Linked DNA regions of Drosophila melanogaster: region 2 is linked to region 1. The links are chromatin contacts, called in public Hi-C maps. All regions are on one chromosome and are shown on one strand. Each heading gives the region's core, a stretch centred on a gene start, on an enhancer-like site or on the middle of the called end of the contact. The rest is flanking DNA. Distances are from core to core; before and after follow the strand shown.

The links. A called contact is a pair of places that touch in the nucleus more often than the background predicts.
Region 2: a Hi-C map of the Kc167 cell line shows a contact between it and region 1, with 2.2 times the contacts expected there. The contact joins the promoter of lncRNA:CR42861 here to the promoter of lawc in region 1. A contact is called at or near these places in 3 of 107 Hi-C or Micro-C datasets (the Kc167 cell line, embryo and eye imaginal disc).

The regions. Positions count from the first base shown.
Region 1 is chrX:8,409,172-8,416,432 of dm6, reverse strand. lawc (leg arista wing complex) reads left to right here and starts at 4,775. Exons shown (of 4, transcript NM_001258650.2): 1 at 4,775-6,770. The coding sequence starts at 6,459. The coding sequence ends at 6,680. Trf2 (TATA box binding protein-related factor 2) reads right to left here and starts at 7,161. Exons shown (of 10, transcript NM_206654.2): 1 at 7,069-7,161; 2 at 5,744-6,156.
Region 2 is chrX:13,742,378-13,749,638 of dm6, reverse strand. lncRNA:CR42861 (long non-coding RNA:CR42861) reads right to left here and starts at 4,711. Exons shown (of 2, transcript NR_037726.1): 1 at 4,695-4,711; 2 at 4,163-4,622. It overlaps Grip91 (Gamma-tubulin ring protein 91), which reads left to right and starts at 4,956. Exons shown (of 5, transcript NM_080180.4): 1 at 4,956-5,355; 2 at 5,905-7,261. The coding sequence starts at 5,241. It overlaps Pdcd4 (Programmed cell death 4), which reads left to right. Exons shown (of 4, transcript NM_001272604.1): 4 at 2,791-4,062. The coding sequence ends at 2,863.

The sequences.
Region 1 (7,261 bases), core at 3,526-6,025:
AAAACCAAGTCGATGACATGTCCTACACAAAAAAAAAAGACTAGCCACTATGGGATTGCAGACGGAGTCAGCTGGCGATTTGTTATTATTTACCGTTATTTCGTGAGGGCAAACGGGGGGTAGCAAACTGGAGAATCGCTGAGAAGAGAGCAACTTCAAGGCCCCCAGACAAGGGTAATGAATTGTAATTCCTAAATACCCTACATTTTCGGGTATAACTTAAGACTGGTCTATGTAAACTCTAAGGCACTGAATATACAGTGATTTTGTTCAACTGACAAATGAAAATGTCATTATTAGGACTTACAGAAAAGTTAAAGGCAACATTTATTGAATTTTTAGGAATTGTATTCATCAAAAGGAGAATAAAAAAATATTTTCTAGGTGTGCTGAAAATACAAATTAACATTTCCATGTGTGTACAACTTGCCTGCTCACTCTGGGTCACGATATTAGCACCACTAACACAAGTTTTCGATAAAAAAAATCTTTTTTTAATAACTTGTGTTCTTCTTTTATTTTATTTTTTTGTTTTTTTATGCACTGCTTTTTTGCTCCGTATAGCTCAATCGATTTAGTTCAACTGATTTTTTTCACCTGACTTGTCAGGCTTCAAATGAAGTGTCATTTATTAGGACTGAAAGAAAAGTTAAAGGCAACTTGATTGGCATTTTAGAATTTTTGGAAATTTTGGTCATTTTGCTAATGGGAAATTTTTGGGTAGACTTTCGTATCATAACCAGGTTTCTTCCATGGACTCTTGCACTATTGTTGTGACCGCTACTGTTCTTTGTATTTAAAAACCAGAGGGAAGCTACAACATGGGTTTACAATTGACTGGGACAGCGAAATAGAACCATCCACATCCATATTAGCACATAACCATATAACACCATATTAGCATATAATAAAAACCCCAATTAAATTATAGAGTATTTGGAAGTTGTCACACATTATAAAGGCAACACCAAAAGCAGGATAATGAAATCAATACACTCAACGGGTGAGGGGGGATCAAGCGAAAAGTTCGGGGAGTTAGTTGGGGGATTTCGTGGCTGTCTGGCGAGACAGGATAAAAAGTCAGACGGAAAGGAAATTAGCTTTTATCGCTGACCTTGCTGCTACTGTTCGTTGTTCGTGAAAAGCGAAGTATATGTACATATGTATGTACGTACAAAGATACATTGGTATGTGTAAATATATGAGCAGATATTTATAAATACGTAGTGGCATTGCTGTTGGCATAAACCATGTGCTAATTGATTGCGTTTTGCCTAAACTGCTAACTCGCTGTAACCACAATGCGTGTGTTTGACCAACAACTAATAAAAAATATAGTACATATGTATGTATGTACATATGTACGTATTCATGTGCATACATTCGTATGTACGAACTTATAAAATTGAGCTCCTTGGCAATGAGTTCAACCGTAAAACACTGTCTCAAGAACAGCAATATTTGTAATAGGACATTATGAAAAACATTATAAACCACTGTGACTGCGATTTGAGTGCCTCCTTGTAATTTTATTTTCATTGTGCTTCATTTAAAAATACAAATACAACTTTTTGCGTGTTAATCAATTAAAGCAATATACATACATATGTACATACAGACACATACATACATATGTGTACATTTACATACATTTATAGCTTTAGGCTGGGTTGTAGTTTTTTATTGGCTGACGTCAGAGAAGTGATAAAATACTTAGCAAAATTTAATGGTTAATCCTTCAGTGCTTACGCATTACACTTTGGGAAAAAGGGGGTCAAGCTGAATAAAAGGCATGTGGATGACACACTTATTTCTCTCTCTGTCCAAGATTTCGATTCTCTTTTGCGCTGGTGTTCTGCCGTGGAAGAAGACGCCACAAAGAAAGCGACCACAGCGAAGGCGCAAAAAATTTACAGTTATGCGGAGGAAAGTAAAAGTCGAAATCAATGAATTTGTATTGTTTGTTTTGAAATGTATGCGAAATGAGTAAAAAAAAATCATTGAGAAGAAAACAAAACGAAAAAAGCCGAAACAAGGTTGTTTTTGTACGTCAAAAATTCGCTTGCTTACATTATTGAATATGTACGAAAACATAGATATAGATACACATATACATATGTACATATTCATATGTTTGCAAATTTGATAGTTCCAGACTTTAAACTAATATTTTTTACAACAGCCATCCCGCTCACACAAGCAAGTTAAATTTACCGTTGCTCATTTTCATCTTAGTTCTTATTTTTTCTGCTCATTTTAATTGCCCACTAAAAAGAAGCAATAATAACAACAGGTTGATGAAGATGAGAAACGAAAGAAGTGACAAAAAAAGGCAAGAGAGGGAAAAAGAAAGAGAGTGGAAGTCGAGAGCAGAGAGAAACAGCATTGAAATATTTCCAGCCCAAAATAAACAAATGGTTTGAATTCGAAATCAATTATCAAGCAGAAAAATTGGTAGTGGCTTATCGCCTTATCACAATTACTTTAAAGTCATTTGTTTTTCTAACTCAGACCTTCCCCCTTTTACCGCCATCCAGCGAGTATGGAAAGAAAGAAACCAATGAAATACAGTGGAATTTCGCAGTTAATGTACATACATGCATGTACACACACATACATACATACATATAAATTAAAGTACTCCGTGGTTTGTTTATAGTTTTTATTTGCAATCTCTGCTGATTTTCCCCCTTATATTCTTTTTTCATGCTCCATTTAAAAAAGAATACATATTTGCATTTATTGCAATCACTGCCAATTATTAACTGCTTATGCTCGTTTTCCAGCAGAAACCAACAAACACAAGCAAAGTGAGCACAACAAGTTCATCTAATGACGTCATGTCGCTTTAATGTAAAAATGTCAGGCACTTGAAACAATTTTGTTTCTGTGCCGACGCTTTTCCGACGACTGCCAGCGAACTGGGTCAATATCTTAATTAATTTTAATGGGCTTAATTTAAAGGCAAAGGAAGCGAGCACTAACAAAGTTACATCAATCATTTGCGTATTTCAATCGGTCGGAAAATGGGGGGAACAAAAGGGGTTAAGCCAATGCTTTTTGTTCTACTTTTGGAAAATGCGACCGCAGAGAAGGAAAAGTCGCACTTACTTTTAATATTACAAACCAAAAGAGTAGCCAGACCAGTAAATAATGAAACAAACATTAACAATTACTAGGATGAGCTTGATTCTTAAAATTCGTAATACAATAACGGCAATCTCTTTGGTTTATAGTGTGTATGTACATGTATGTACATACATATGTAAATGCGTAATGTTTACATATTATGGCAGGTGTTTACTTTTCTTAATGAGGGATAACGGAATCGGAATCTCTGGGTCGCCGCACATTCTACAGATAATTAAATAAAAAGGGCGTGAAACCAAAACAAGGCTTAGAAATACTACAAGCTGATACAGATACACCCAACCAGCACACACACATACACTAGAATTTAGCGATAACAACAAAATGCGGGCAACTTATTTATGCAGAAACAGTGAGAAAGAGCGAGAGGAGGGAGAGCATGAGATGATCAAGCCGGAAGTAAGGTTTTAAGAAAGAAGAGGAGTGTAACAGATTCATTTAACAGTAACAACAACAGCGATCGCTTACAGGTAGGGCATATGAAAGGTAGACAAACGAGAGACAGAAGAGCAAGGGTGGAAGGGAGAACTGCAAACTGCGATTTATTTAGGGATGTCTCTGTGTGCGCGCACTCATATGCACGTGCATTTGCATGTGTATTTGTGCCAGTCTGACCTCGTTGGCAAACTAAAAAAAATAATATTAAAGAGCATGAAAAAGTGTGGAACATGGCAGAGCGAATGAAGGCGGAAAAAAAGCCGCACCTAAAAAATCTATTACATCACTAGGGAAAATTGACACAAGTATTAGACATTTACATACACGCACACACAGAACCGTAAGCGTTTAAAGCGCACAAGTGTGTGCGTGAGTAAGCATGCTGAAAACGGAAGCGAATTGAGCATTGAAAAATACACTCATTTTGACCCCTTAAACATGTGAAATCCAATCAAAAGAGATAAGATAGTGGGGAAACAACATTATATGAACGACCACCAATGAAGGCTAAATACAGAGGTGGTCAAAAATACTTCAATACTGTAAATACTTTTGACCACCTCTGTATTTCAGCTAGTCATTGTATAATAGAATATGTTGAAAATGAGAAATATTCATTGATTTGTCTAAAATGTACGAAAGTGGCAAAAATCACATACATAAGTACTTGTTACTTTGAAAACAATATTTCTCCTATAGTTAACAGCGTATACCTGAAAGAAACCCTACAAAAAATATGATAAAATGCTTAAAAACCCACTCAATTTAACATTTGTGGGGGAAAACTTAAGCTATGCCGCAACAAAACCATAACTTGCGGAAACTACAAGTGCAAAAATGTACAAATATCGAGTAAAAACTGCCTAAAACCCCTCGTAAAATGATAAAATATCCAAACTAAATGAAATTTACGAACGAAGAGCAACATAAAAAATACAATCTAAGCCCATGGGCGACTACAACTACAACTGCTAGAAACTTCTTTTCAAAGGAAAGAAAAATCATTGAAATTATTCCCCGAAAACGAGAGCGAGACGGAGAGCGGCCGGCGACAAAGCGACAAGTGAGCGTGAGGCGAATTCAAGAGCCCAATACTCGCTCACACTCGCTTGGTTAACTTGGCGTGGGGACGTCGACGTCGGCAGCGTAGCGAAGTTTGTTGAAATTTTGAATGTGTGACAACGCGGTTCAGTCTGCCGCCAGCGCGGCCCGAAGCAGTGGTCTGTTACAAAAGTATATTACGATTTGCTGGCGAACACTCATCCACTGACTAACTCTCCCCCTCACCCTTTCGCCTTGTGGCTCTGGCTGCCCTGCCGCTGTTAGCGCTTTCATGTTAACGCACACTGTTAGATGGCGAATTCGATGCGAAAGGATAAAGATTTGCCGCTGGGGCAGCGAAAAAGAGAGAAAAAACACAGTGGGCAAGTGGTGCACTTTCCATAGAAGAGTGTTCCAATGTGCCCATTGTAAACCAACGATACTTTCTTACTATGACTTGTTCCACACAGCTCTGGGCCAAGAAAAGTAACTAGGAGCAAAAGAAGCAGCCCCGCGTGATGTCAGACGTCAGCCCGCCCACAAAACACACTCGAAAGGATTGAAAAATGCAGACATTTTTGTTTGGTTTTTAGCAACTCTCTTTTTTTTTTTTTGTTAATGTTTATTGGTTTCTTTTACGCACCGCTGAAATGTTAATAACAGCCCTCGTTACTGTTAAATGTTCACACTCTCTCTCTCTCATTTATTTCTTTGTGGTTTCAATGAAAGTGAGCTACAAAGCTGCAAATCGAAATTCGTAATGATTTTGAATTGATTGGACTTTTTGGACGAGAATTAGGAAAGGCGTTTGATTCTTAGTGGGGTGAACAAAGAAATATACAACTGAATAAAATATATATGAAATTTATGGAAAACGAGTTATGAAATGAGAGCGAGAGCTAGAGGAAGTGTGCGAGGGAGAGAGAGAGCAAGTTACATTATTTGCTTTGGCATTTCTTGGTACGTACGATTCGTACGATTTTCACTTAAAACTAGACTAGGCGTACAAGATGTGTTAACTATAGATACCACAAAATACAACTAAAACGAAATTCGAAGGGGGTAAAGAAAGAAAAATCAAAAGGTAAAAAGAATGAAATGAAAAAATTATCACCTTTTTTTGTGTAGTAGGTCGTCGTCTAGCTCTCCCTCCCTCTCACGATCTCTTTTGTGGCTGTGTTGCTGTCGCTGCCGCTACTCGCTCTCCCGCCTGCTCTCACTCTATATCGCTGCTGCGCTGTCTCTCTATTTATCTCTCTTTCTATCCCGTTGCCTTGCAGCGGAGCTCTGCTGCCGTCTCGCTTGCACTTGGGCTCCGCTGCTTTGCTTCAGCCGCTGAATTCGCAGTTAAGTTTTCGCTGCTCTCTGTGTCTCTTTCTGCTGCTGCTTTTGTGGTTCTTATGTTTTTGTTTTCGATTCGGATTGTAGAATCTTTTGGATTTTGCACACTTTTGGTTGATATTTCTTTAGGTTTCTCTTTGTTTTTTTTTTTTTTGGCTTGTGATCTTTTTTAGTTAAAACTCTAAACTGAGACAGGGGAGGAAAACAATGAGGGTTCGTCTAAATTTGGAGCAAGCAAGTCACACACAGCCAGGCGCGGCGGCGAATTCGGGCATATCGACTCGAGTTGCGGCGAGAGCGAACGCGGCGAACAACGGACAACACTGTGGCATTGGCAATGGCAGCGCTTGTCGCCCGCCTTCACTTCAGTGTGTGAGTCGCGATAAACGCGAGCGAAACGGGCGGCGCAACTGAAATCGCGTACCGACTGGCGCAGACACGCACACCACCGCACAACAGCGCGTATACGTATACGGGCGAGAGAGCGCATGCTCTCCGCCACACACACGCGGTCAACGTTTTCTCCGCTTTGTGGCGCCGCGCAAGTTTTGTCGCAGCAGCAAACACGCAATAAAAGTTCAAAAACAGTTGAAGTATACCGCGACGCGAGTAAAAATCTTTCCTTCGACGTCGTCTCTGTTCGTTGTAGTAGTTGTTGTTGCTGCTGTTGTTCTTGTTGCTGCTACTGCCGCTGCTTAACGTTTCTATAGTGTGTTCCGTTCCGCGAATTCTCATGTGCATTTATGAAGATATACATATATATATATATACATATATCTGCATATATGACTGACCAAAAGGTAAAACAACGGCAACAAATAAAAACAGTATACAAATTGTTGTCAAATATAGTGATAAAAAGAACCCCCACCCGCGGTAGTTCGATCGCTGTTTTGTTTAAATTAATCTGCATATCATGTTGTGCGGCGGCTGCATTTCATTTATTTTTTGCTCGCTGAAGAAGAACTTGCTTGCTCCAAAAGAATTAACAAAAAAAAATATATCTGCGTTTCGGCGCTGCGTCGACGGCATTGTTATTTCGTTCGTATTGTTGTTAAGTGTGAGTAGTAGTAGTAGTTGTTGTTGTTGTTTCGCTACCAGAGCTGAATAATGTAGTTGACCAAAAATTTTGAGAGCACAAGTCTGAGCACACACGATACGTCTTCTTCGTTTGGCCGTTTCACTTTGAGCAGCGTGACCGTGGTGCGTCGCTATAATATGCCCCGCGAGCCGTGTGCGTATGCACTAACGCGTGCGGTAGAATGCCGCGAAAAAATACTAAAAAAAAATC
Region 2 (7,261 bases), core at 3,462-5,961, 5.3 Mb before region 1:
TAAATAATTAGGATTACACTTTAAAGTACATATTTTTTATCGTTTTTAAAAACTAGTTAATATATTTCGTTCTTTATAGAATGAAGTTGAATTGCTATTATTTTAACCGCTGCTGTGCTGAAATGTGCATGCATGTATGTACATACATACATACGTGTTTATTTTGTGTTTTTGCCGGCTTCGACTTGTTTATTGTTCTCCTATTTTTTTTTTGGCGTCTTCGTTTTTTTTGTGCTTTTGGCTGATTTTCTTATACATACATAGGCGACGGCTATTACATACATGCAGACGTGTTTTGTTTGGGTGTATATGTATTTGTATGTTTGTTTATGAATTTTCTATTGCGCAGTTTAGTTTCGCATTTTGGAATTAACTTAACATTTGTGTATGTACATACTTCGCGTCATCCGTTGAGGCAGTCGCCGATTGCTTTTGGTTCTTTTTCGTTTTTTTTTTTTTTTGTATATTTGTGTTGCGTATTTTCTTATTGTTTATGCTGTTGTGCCGGTTTATCAGGTGCCGGCTAGTTATGTATATTTATTCTTTATTCCGAGTTCTTGCTTGCCTCCACTTTTTCTGCGATCAGCTTTATTATTTTCCCACTTTCTGTTTCTTTATGGTTTATGGTTGTGTTTTTGCTATGAGTTGATGGGAAATCGTAACTGTGTGACTGGTTATGCATACATATGTATGTATGTATATACATAAGTATACGGGTATGCACAGATGCAGATGCAAACATAAGAGGACTTCTGTTTTCAATTGGTAATTTCTAATACGACGTTCTAAAGTTGCGTTGGATTTTCGGGATCCTGAATCCCTTTGGTATTATCGTAATTATTACTATTTAACAGATTTACTTGGTATAATGCTAGCATGCGGGTTATTATTATTACGTTATTTCAACAATACTTTTATTTAATGCATAGGCCTGGCAAAAGGGTAATTAAAAATCCATATTCTTCCATCGTGTGAACATGTGCAACGTAGGGATTGTTTGGGAGGGGTTTGGTGGGGTGAATGTGGCTGGACGTCTCTTATCGATTGGTTTTTTATCACGGCAAACTTTGCATTGCTGAATTGTTGTTGTTTTGCTTGGACTTTATTATGAATTCTGTTGTTGTTTGTTGGTGCAACAACCTGCATGTGGCTCAAGATCGTCTTGGCGTGTTGTTGTTGCTTTTTGTTTTGTTTTGTTTTTAGTGTTTGTGCGAAGGTAAACATGGCTGCCAAGTTGCTGTTATCGACCTGCTCTGCCACTCCCACTTTAGTAGTGCTGCTGTTGTTGCTGCTGTCGTTGTTGTTACTGCCACTACTATAACTGCATTTGCATTTGCATTTCGCCTTGACAGCGGCTATTGCACTTTGCCACAGCGCGCGACAGCCACAAATGCAATAACAACAACTGCAACAGCGACTAGAATAGCAACAAACTGCAGCAGCCGCAAAGGCACAACAGCACAAACACCGCTCATTTTACACCCAACAACAACTGCATTTGACGCCAACGCAACTACAACTGCAAAAGTTGTTTTTTTCATTCTGTTTTGGTTTTTTTTTAAAGCTGAACTCAATGCCAAGAGACTCAGACATAACGGTTCATGAGGCCCAGTGCTGGCTGTTTTCCAGCTATATTCTAATAACTCCAATATATTCGCTTTAAGAATATATGTGAAATAAATTAATAAAGTATGGTATAGAATCAAGTTCTTGATCATTTTTAGTTAGTTAGCTTAAAGAAATCGTAGTTGTAATAAAATGGCAAATGCTTCATCTATAAAGTAGCCAAACTGCCAGCACAGCGCTACAACTGGCTGTGGTTTTTTTCTGAGGTCTCCGCTCTTTTATGCTTTTGCTTTATTATTTTTGATTTATTTTTATATATTTTGTTATTTGTTTAACTCTTGTATTTACTTGCTTTGCTGATCGCGCGCTTATCTTGCCTCAATTTTAACTGACTCTTCTACACCAGTGCACTTGTGTGTGTGTTTGTGTTTATAAATAGATATGTATGTATATTTCTGCATTTAGTACCCCACTTGGTCACATATTTATAGTAGCAACAATTAAGGCTCCAGCTGGTTTTTGCCATTGTTGTTGTTTGTTTTGTTTCTAGGCCAGAATCCTTTGATTGGCCAGCTTGGTGGTGTCCCCCTTTAAATATATAAAACTAGTTTTAATTTACCTCGCTCTCCCCACCTTCTCACCACCCCACTGCATTTGGTTCACCCGCTACTTTTGCACAGCTGTTGCAGTAAAGAGAGCAGTGGAGAGAGAGAACCTCAACGGGAGAGAGAGACTCCCAACGGGAGAGATAGAGAGAGAGAGAGCGAAAAAGGGTCAACGGTTGAATGAACTTTTGTGCAAATTCGTTGTTGTTCTTGTTATTGTTGTTACCAAATTTGCGCCAAGCATTTCGCAACTTGTTTTTTGTTTTCTCCTCTTTGTTTTCTTGTTCTTTGTATTATATTTGTTTTTTTTTTGTTTTGTTTTAGCGGCAATGCATTGCATAATTGTAATTGCTTAGTGCGTAAGGCAGCGCGAGAGAGAGAAAGAGAACGAGATAGTATTATGCAGTTGCATTTCACATGCATTTATTTCTTTGTTTAAGAAAAGCTACACCACTGCAAAGTCTTTTAAAAATAAGAAAAAAAACATTGTTTAACAATAGCAAATGTGTATCAGGCTAAAATGATGATTTGTTTACCGAACTTCAAGGGCCATTATATTTACTACTACTCGAATTGTGTTACCGATTTCTGATCAATTTTCCCCGTTTTATATTTGCAGCGGACGCAAGCGTTTCGTTTCGGAGGGCGACGGCGGCCACGTGAAGCCGACTACCTTCACCATGCGTGATTAAATCATAGGGACAACGGGGACGTTATATGCTGCACATGCTTATATGACCACTGCCCCCAGCCACCCAATGACAACTAGAGGAGCAACAAGAGAGAAGCAAACATTAAACAAAAACAAAAAAAAAAACACCAAATTACAAAAAAAAAAAACGAAAATTCATACGAACGCAAAGAATAAATACACCATTTATAAGAAACAAAAGACGATATGAAGAATTTGTCGCAAACTTGATAAAAAGAACTTATCCTCAGAATCCAGATAAGGACACAAACGAAAAACAAAAACAAGCAAAAAAAAAAAACCACAAAAAAACAAACAATCAATCGGAATTTGATCTCCGTTTAAACTATATTCATTATTATACTACATAAACACCTACAACGTATATCTTACCTACATGTAACTACCAGCGTAATTCGAAAGTATATTTTAAATATTTGTTAAAAAAGGAGATATGAGTGAAACGATCACAAAAAAAAGAAAAAGAAAGAAGAATCCAGCCAAAAGTATGCGGGGAACCACGAGCAGGAGCAACAGGAACAGAGATGGGTCGCTTTTTGTGGCTAGGATCTCACATAAAGGATGCGAGTGGGCGTACTTAGCACGACCGTCATTATGCCACATGAAATCAAAGCATATTATTTACATGAAACTGTTATAGGCACTCGTACACACACACTCACACACACCTCTTGGGTTGATTGAATTGATTGAATAACTTGTATTTGGAACGAACCAATGATGATGATTTATGCTATCAACGCAATCAAAACTCTGATGATTACACAAAACAAATTCCATTGACTTGAAATTGAGAAAAACATTTATAATATTCCTATGCGCATCGAAAACATGATTTTCCTTAATTTTTTTGTAACTTTGTGTGTCAGAAGACTAACATAATTAAGCTTAATTTTACTTTATACGTATATTTACCCACGGATTCATCTTATTCTGCTTGCTTTTTTTTTTTTTTGATTGAATAAAAGCTGCATTTTATATGATAAGAAAAAGACTTTGTTTTCGCCGCACTTATATTTTAAAATGTTCACACTTCATGAAGAAACAAAATTCGACATATTCTTAAAAATGCGCGCCCACACATCTATATATATTTAATATATATATCTACATATATATATATATAAACTAATGTGTTAAAAGCAGAAAATATACATCAAAAATAAAAATTAAAAACATATTTTAATGCGTTTTCAATGGGCAAATTCGTTTATTTAGTTGGAAATAATTTAGGATCGGGCCAACATTTATTTTGCTTTTTTTTCGTTACAGAAATCTCCGGATATTAAATGCAATTACGTATAGAAGTGAGTAAGGTAAACCGGATGAGAGTTTAACTATGTTCTAAATTAAATACCGGAGGTTTCTGTTTCAATACACATTATATACATTATATATTATTTCACATATTATTTCGCGTTCAAATCTGGTGGCGAAGAATCCTTCTTGGTCACCGGTTCACTCGGTGGTTCCAGCTTGATTTCTGGGGCTCAGGATTAGCCCACATATTGCTAGGTAGTTGGGTTGGCTGCTCCAGGTACTGCTCCACCGCATCCAGCTGCTGATGGCCCATTGCGACGAAGGAAAGTCCTTGTCCATTGGAATTCCAAGACATCCTTGCAGCACCTTAAGCTTTAACTCCCCCAGCAGTAGGTATCAAACACGACTTGTAGCCAATTACAGCCGTTGGTGTGCTCCATGGCGAAACGCAGTTGGTCAGTCTCATCTATGTCTTCAGCCTTTATATTAAATATTAACAATTTTAAAGTTTACCATTTTTGCTTACAAGCAATTGCAAATGCAAAACGGACAGTGTGACCAGGCGAGTGAGAGTTGGAAACGTTTGCGGCCCCAGAGCTGTCAGATGTTTGCAATGGAATTAACATAAAAGCTGAAAGCTGCACTTCTAAACATAACTGTTATACAAAAATGCTACATTCAGTAACATTCCGACAGAAATACATTTTTATAGTAAAATGTAGAACGATAATCAAAATGGCATAGCCTATTGCAGACGAGCGCTGCCAGATCGCTGCACCTTCGGCCAGTGTGTGCCCGCCAGCGGCTAGGACTTTGCCTTGTCAAGTTTCCCAGATTCGGTAACACTGCACTAAATAATTTTAATAAATTATTTGTATGAAGTACGCGCCAATTGGATGCGTTTTTGTCCTATCTGTCGAAGATTTCACGCATCCCGAACAATTGCCAGTGACTGCACGCCGTATTATAGCCAGGGAACAGCTGTGCGTTTGCCATTGGCCAACAGTTGTTGTCCACTTCGCAATTACCAAGCCATCCAAAATCGGCTGTTTAACGCGCGCTTGATTGGATATTTATGAACAATTCAGTGCACCAGGATGTCGCAGGACAGGATCGCCGGCATCGATGTGGCAACCAATTCCACTGATATATCGAATATCATTAACGAGATGATCATCTGCATCAAGGGCAAGCAGATGCCCGAAGTTCACGGTGAGATTTGGGAATGTGCAATCACTCACTGGCTGTCCAGGCACGCAAGGCATACGGACTGCTCTGGCATTCCGGGAAGAAGGCCTCCACCCTTGGGAATCGACCACGTGCTTCAGGATTATAGTTAATCCCAGAAACTCAACATATTTCATGGCATTTTCAAACAGAGAGTCCTTGAGATATGCAACTAACAATACATATACTTATATTTTTATAGTTCTAGATTAAATGTAGCAATAACCATTGCCAAAGTGTGTTGCATAGTCGTAAATGTTCAAAATTAATGTATATATCCCACAAACAATTCAAAGTATTCAAAGATATTTATCCGAAAGTAGATAGTTTTGAATTGTTTTTAAATGACTATTGATCACATATACTTAACTATAAAAGTATGAGCAAGTTTCTTAGATCCTCAAGGTCCTCAATACGTACAATTTCCAAATCAATGAATCTAAGGATACGTAATGCAACACATACACTAGACACTATACATAATTGTAGGCTTCATTGCCCTTGTTTTAATGCACTTTGTTCAATCTTTTGCAGAAAAAGCAATGGATCATTTAAGCAAAATGATTGCCGCCAATAGTCGGGTCATTCGGGACTCAAATATGTTGACTGAGCGCGAATGTGTCCAGAAGATAATGAAACTGCTGAGCGCCCGGAATAAGAAGGAGGAGGGCAAAACTGTGTCGGATCACTTCAATGAGCTGTACAGGAAACTCACGTTGACCAAGTGCGATCCGCACATGAGGCACTCGCTAATGACCCATCTACTTACGATGACCGACAATTCGGATGCCGAAAAGGCAGTTGCCAGCGAAGATCCACGTACTCAGTGCGATAATCTCACTCAGATTCTGGTCAGTCGTCTTAACTCAATAAGTTCCTCCATAGCCAGTCTGAATGAGATGGGAGTGGTCAACGGAAATGGAGTAGGAGCAGCAGCGGTAACAGGAGCAGCAGCGGTAACAGGAGCAGCAGCGGTAACAGGAGCAGCAGCGGTAACAGGAGCAGCAGCAAGCCACAGTTATGATGCCACACAGTCCAGCATCGGATTGAGAAAACAGTCCTTGCCCAACTACCTGGATGCAACAAAGATGTTGCCCGAGTCTCGACATGATATAGTGATGAGTGCCATTTACTCCTTCACCGGCGTTCAAGGGAAGTATTTGAAGAAGGATGTGGTAACGGGCCGTTTCAAGCTGGATCAGCAGAACATCAAGTTCCTGACCACCGGCCAAGCGGGCATGTTGCTGCGGCTCTCCGAACTTGGCTACTACCACGATCGAGTGGTCAAGTTTTCGGATGTATCGACCGGTTTCAATGCCATTGGCAGCATGGGCCAGGCCCTGATTTCCAAACTCAAGGAGGAGCTGGCGAATTTTCACGGGCAAGTGGCAATGCTTCACGATGAAATGCAGCGTTTTCGGCAGGCCTCGGTGAATGGAATTGCAAACAAGGGGAAAAAGGATAGTGGGCCCGATGCTGGCGATGAAATGACGCTATTCAAGCTGCTCGCCTGGTATATAAAGCCACTGCACCGGATGCAGTGGTTAACCAAGATTGCCGACGCCTGCCAGGTAAAGAAGGGCGGTGATTTGGCATCGACCGTTTATGATTTCCTTGACAACGGTAACGATATGGTCAATAAATTGGTGGAGGATCTCCTAACTGCCATTTGTGGCCCACTGGTGCGCATGATCTCCAAATGGATTCTGGAGGGCGGCATTAGCGATATGCATAGAGAGTTCTTTGTGAAGTCCATTAAAGATGTGGGCGTTGATCGGCTATGGCACGATAAATTCCGCCTACGATTGCCAATGCTGCCCAAGTTTGTGCCCATGGATATGGCCAATAAGATACTCATGACGGGCAAATCCATTAATTTTCTAAGAGAAAT